Linked DNA regions of Delphinus delphis: region 2 is linked to region 1. The links are chromatin contacts, called in public Hi-C maps. All regions are on one chromosome and are shown on one strand. Each heading gives the region's core, a stretch centred on a gene start, on an enhancer-like site or on the middle of the called end of the contact. The rest is flanking DNA. Distances are from core to core; before and after follow the strand shown. Region 1 holds the start of FBXO33 (F-box protein 33). Region 2 holds the start of PNN (pinin, desmosome associated protein).

Region 1 (2,700 bases), core at 72-2,571:
GTAACTATGAGAAACCAGTAGCATACCTACTCCTTCCTCCACCACAAACTATTCTGAATGGATAGATTCAGAAACAAAAAAAAAACGGATTATGGTTTGTTTCTCCCAAGACTCACTCTGGGCCTCACCCTCCAAGCTTCAGCTCTCCCATCTGTAAAAAGAAGAATGACGGCGCCTGTCAACTCCATCCTACTGGTACCGAAAGGATGGATGAGACAGTGCCTGGAAGGCGCCAGGAGTGCTGTCTGATAAACACTAAGTCCTTCACTGTTTATAAAGTATTATGAGTCCCATTACGCCCTCCCACCTCAAAGGAATCGCCGGATTAGAACTGACACCCCCAGTCACTGAAAAGAGCAACGAGCAACGCTGAAGCGGGCGGGGCGTATCCGCACTGAATCTGTTTCGAGGTGTGAGGAAGGAGGCGACCCTGCGCCCCGGAGAGGAGGAACGGGGAGAGAAGGTTGAACGCAGGGGCCGCGAAGAGCCTACCTGTTGTTCCGGATGCTGACCAGCACGCACAGCACCAGCTCTAAGTAGGTGTGTAGCACTTCCAGCCAACGGGTTGAGAGCTGCAGGGCTTCGACTTCTTCCCCGCCAGTCCTGGTGTCGACGCGGCCTCCATCGCCCGGGCCGCCTCCGCCGCTCAGGTAATTCTCCGCGGCGAATTCAACGCGCAGCTCTCGCACAAACCAGCCGCACTTGCGCATGAGGAATTCGAGCCGTGGCTGCTCCGAGGGCGAGACGCGGAGGCAGATGCGGAGCTGGGGCCAGAGAGCCGGGTAGAAGAGGCACTCGCGCCAGTGAGAACAGGAGGCCGAGGCCCGTAGCCGGTCGGAAGCGGACAGGAAGGAGAAGATGTGCACGATTAGCTCGCTGGGCAGCGACGCGGCGCCTGCCGCTTGTCCGCACAGAGCCATTCGGCCCCGCCGCAGGCTGCCGGTCCTCGGCCGCCCCCGCAGTCCCCGGAGCAGCCCCCGCAGCCGTCGCAGCTGCTGCAGCCGCAGCCGCTGCCGCCGCCACCGCGCCACCCGGGCGGCCCCGGCTCGGGTTCGGGCTCCCGGTGGTCGGGGCTGCGGCACTGACAAGAACAACAACATCAATGACAAGGAAGAAGGGGGCGGAACCGTCGTGGGTCTCGGCGGAACCAAGTGCAGCACAAGTTGCGGAGAGGGGTAATGGCCTCTGCGGGGGTGGCCTCCAGATAGTCAGGCTCTGGCCTCTCAACCTCTACTCATGCGCATCCGAGGCCTGCACACTCAGGAACTTCAAAACCCTCGCTTGGACTGGTTAGGGGCCCGGAAGCGGCAGGATTTATTGTAAGGAAATGGCAGCCCTCCCCGCGCCTGGAGGCGGAGGCAGAGCAGTGGTAGGAGCTGAGTTTGACGTCACCGGTGGTGGGAGGAGCCCTGCGTGACTGGGCGCGACTTCCGGAAGAAGGGAGCGCCAGATTGACGGTAGGGAAGGGAGACGCAGCATGTGATCCCTGACGCAGGCAGGCAGACCGGCGGGGCGGGGCGGGGCGGGGCGGGGCGGGGCGGGAAGCGCTGGTGGTGCCGGCGATGGGCGCCCCCTCCCGTCTGACAGAGGCCGCCGAGTTCCGTCAAGTCTGTAAGTCGGTTAACTTGGGCGCTCAGGCGGTGGAGGTGGCGGAACTCGCGTTGGTGCAAGGGCTCGTGACGCTTCTCATTATACGTTTCTCTGTTGCTGGGCTGAGGACTCAAGAGCCAGAGTGGTGGCTTGGGTCTTTCTCAGCCATTCCACCTGCCCGGAGTATTGTTGGGAGTTTCTGAGAGAGAGCCGCTAAGGATGGGGGGCGGGCGCAGTCGCGGGCTTCCCCGGAGGGGCTGGGTCGCGTAGAGGAGAAGCGCGGGGCGGGGCGGCTGGAGGCCGGACGGAGGTCGTGAGTGGACACCCCCCATTCCTTGTTCGGACCTCGAAGTGGACTTGCGCGTACACCTGGTGTGTGAGGAAGGAGTGAGGACAGCGCCACCCTTTGGATTTAGAGGGAGAGGAGGAAAAAAAGGCGAATGAGTTAGGTTTGTTGGTTGATAATGGGCCTCTTCTCCGCGGTTTGAGGGAGGCTCCGAGTTCCCGATTTTGAGGCCCTAGGTGTAAAGAAGCTGATTGTTAGGGTAAAGGTTTTCTTTAGCTTGGCGCCCCTAATTTGAGAGAGGGACTTTCGAAAGAGTGTATCTTAACTTCATCGCACTTGGGAAGTAGTTAACTGATTGTAAGGGTCAGGGAAGTCAGAAAAGGAGTAAGTGATTTTATGTAATAATTGAGGATTGCTTCAGTGAGGCTGCCGCTTCAAAGCCTTAACTATGATCTTGGAACAGCCTAGTTTTCTAGTGATTAACTCCAATAAGCTGTTCTACTAGATATTTTTAGCTCTTTGAAGGCAAAACTCTCCATTCATGTTGCTTTGATGACTTTTGGTGTCTTGCACATACCACGTTGCCAGTGATGTGTTATCTTCATTTTGGTACCAGTAGAAAAAAAAAGAAAAAAGCTAGCCTTCATGGTAGCTCACTTCTCTGAACCTCTTGTCTGCGAGAGATTCTTCTATGTAATTATTATTATATTTTTATGAATGAGCACTAATAGAAACAGCAGTGAATTAGGAAGTTGAGACTTGGATTTAAATTTTTTATATTTTAAACTCATGAAATATTTTGAAGTGAACCATGGACATTTGGA
Region 2 (2,700 bases), core at 92-2,591, 210 kb before region 1:
CGGAGTCTTAACCGCTGGACCACCAGGGAAGTCCCAGAGTCATGTAATTATTTATCAACACTCATCCTTCTTATCCAGTTTTACTTTTTCTTTTTTCTATAGCACTTAACCCATTTCTACCATGCTATGTAATTTACTTACGCTTATCATATGTCTCCTCACTCTTCCTGCCTCCAAGCTCCTTGTGGGCAGATATCTTTACTGTACACTGACTATCCAAGGGCCTAGAATAGTGCCTGGCAAAAAGCAGGAGTTCCATAAATATTTGTTGAATGAATAAGTACATGAATGATCTTTGCTCCCTGAGGAGCCTACAGACTACATGGCAGCAGGAACCACAGTTATCTTGTTCTAGGCTTTTTTCCAGAGTCTAGCTTAACACAGTAAGGGCTTTTAAGTATTGCTGGATGAATTAAAATGGTAACTCAGATTAAATACAGTTGGCCTGCTAATGCTTGGTGCAAGGATGACTGGCTGCAGATGGAGGATGAGAACACAAGGATTATTGATAATATTGTTTCTGTGGGAAAATGCTTAGTGATCTACAATTTACAAATACATTTCTGGAACAAAGCCGGTTCTCACTTTGGCAGTGCGGGTAGAGCAGAACCAGAAGGTGGACGACACACACACAGCTAACAGTAGCGCTGCTCCCCCAGACCCTATTTTAAACCAACCAGCTCTAGACCGGTGTAGAGGCTAATGCACGTCTTTTCTGTCTCTGTCTCTTTTTTAATTGTAGTAAAGCCTTGCACATAGTCTGATCGATCGTATGATGATTCTGGGCCGGCGTGACCTGGGGACAGTTACGGTATTTCCTTATCAGTATTAACAGGCAGTTTATTCACGCTTTTGGTTTGTGGGGGATAAGGCACGTGAAATGTCTCACAGAGTACAACACAAAGCAATTGTTAGCTATTATGATGAATGACTTTTCCTCTTCCTTCACTTTTCGCTTCCCTCTGCTCATTTGAGCTTAACCTAGTCAAGAGAAGCCTGCGCCCCTCCCACTGCCTCTCTGGGCATGCGCACCAACAGAACGGCCGCACCCTGTCCTAATCAAATCATTTACCCGGGAAAAAGGGAAAAAAAGACTCGCCTGCACCCTACTCTGAGGGGAACAGATGGTAAAACGATAAGAGGCCGTCATATACAGGTTAAAAGGGCTGGAAAACTCCACTCTCCCCGCCAGAAGAGCCGGCCCGCAAACTCACGTCTTCGGGAACCCAGAGACTCTCAAATCCGCCCCGACTCTGCGCTAGAAGCCGAGCCCAGCCACCCGCAGCTAATCGGGGAGGGAAGCGACCGTCTGGCGGACTTTTCATTGGCCCAGAGTCACAAAGGCTGGCAGCTTCTCCCCCTTCCGGTTGCTGAGTGGTTGAGGCCGAAATACAACTCCTATCTCCATTGGCTGAGTCCAGCAGTCAGTCTTCTCGCGTCTCGCGGCGCGACACAAGCAGGCGTGGCCTGGAGAGCAGTCTCGGAGCCTGCTGCAGGGAGAAGATGGCGGTCGCAGTGAGAACTTTGCAGGAGCAGCTAGAAAAGGCCAAAGAGAGCTTAAAGAATGTGGATGAGAATATTCGCAAGCTCACCGGGCGGGATCCGAATGACGTGAGGTGAGGGGCGGATGGGAAATGCCGGCTCCGAGAGGCAGCCACGAAGCCGGGGTGAGTTGGGGCGGTGAGGGCGGACAGTCCTGAGAGGACTCGAACATCGAGGCCTGTTCCCGGGGCAGCCGTGGAACCCCGTCCTCGGTGAGGTGGGAATTTCCAAGGCTCCCACCGTAAGTCCTGGAGCTCAGGTGCGTGAGGAAGGAGAGCGGGGCCTGGGTGCGCCAGGATGGCTTCCCGTCCAGCGGGAAGGCCCAGACTGCCGATTCCCGCCCTCGGCCCTGCAGGCCCGGAACTGCAGCACAAAGCCTTCCTTCTCCCGGGGCCACCCGATTCGGGGCTGGCCCGGAGACGCTCCCGGGACGCGGTCCGGCCGCCTCGCCCCCTGGCTCTTGCCCACGTGCAACTTCCTTTGGGTTGGCGAAATCCGGACCTGATTCAAGCTTGTTAATGTGTAGTGGCATCGAGGTAAATATAATTTCTGTGATACTGGTCGTGGAAAAATCAGGAAGTTAACAAAGTGCTTAGTGTCCTGTTTCAAACACGTGGGTTTTGAAACCATCATCTTCGAACTTTTCTGGTTAATTTCTTTTGATGATGAACCGCACCCGTTAAAATATTTGGTGCTATTAGAAACGATTTTTGTACTGATTTGTAAATATCTTGTAGGCCCATCCAAGCCAGATTGCTGGCCCTTTCTGGTCCTGGTGGAGGTAGAGGACGTGGTAGTTTATTGCTGAGGTAAGATTTCCTTAGGATTTTGATTCATTGGTACTTACTACACTAAATTAATGAAATGATTTAAACAAATTTCGTGGTCGAGCCAATGTTAGAAATGTTTGGTTTGTTTGAAGCTGTGATCAGCTGTAGTTTTCTGCAGAGTTATCCTGGAATTTCATTTGCATTCAAAACTAGACATTGAAGAATATAGTAGCTATACCAGTTATGTGCACACTTAACTTATTCTCATAGTTTTAAAAGAAATGCTACAAAAGCATCTTGAAGTAAATGCCAATTTAAGGTTACTTTAACTGGAAGTTTTTTTTTTTATTGCAACTAAATTATCTTCCTTAAATGGAAATACCATTTT

The links. Hi-C and Micro-C count contacts between places; a contact is called where the count stands out from the background.
Region 2: a contact with region 1 is called in a Hi-C map of lung, with 5 times the contacts expected there. The contact joins the promoter of PNN here to the promoter of FBXO33 in region 1. A contact is called at or near these places in 2 of 3 Hi-C or Micro-C datasets (lung and muscle).

Annotation. Positions count from the first base shown.
Region 1 is chr2:59,940,930-59,943,629 of mDelDel1.2, reverse strand. It overlaps FBXO33 (F-box protein 33), which reads right to left and starts at 1,321. Exons shown (of 3, transcript XM_060004638.1): 1 at 493-1,321. The coding sequence starts at 1,100.
Region 2 is chr2:60,150,298-60,152,997 of mDelDel1.2, reverse strand. It overlaps PNN (pinin, desmosome associated protein), which reads left to right and starts at 1,341. Exons shown (of 9, transcript XM_060004647.2): 1 at 1,341-1,616; 2 at 2,280-2,351. The coding sequence starts at 1,504. It overlaps TRAPPC6B (trafficking protein particle complex subunit 6B), which reads right to left and starts at 165. Exons shown (of 6, transcript XM_060004649.1): 1 at 142-165. The coding sequence starts at 150.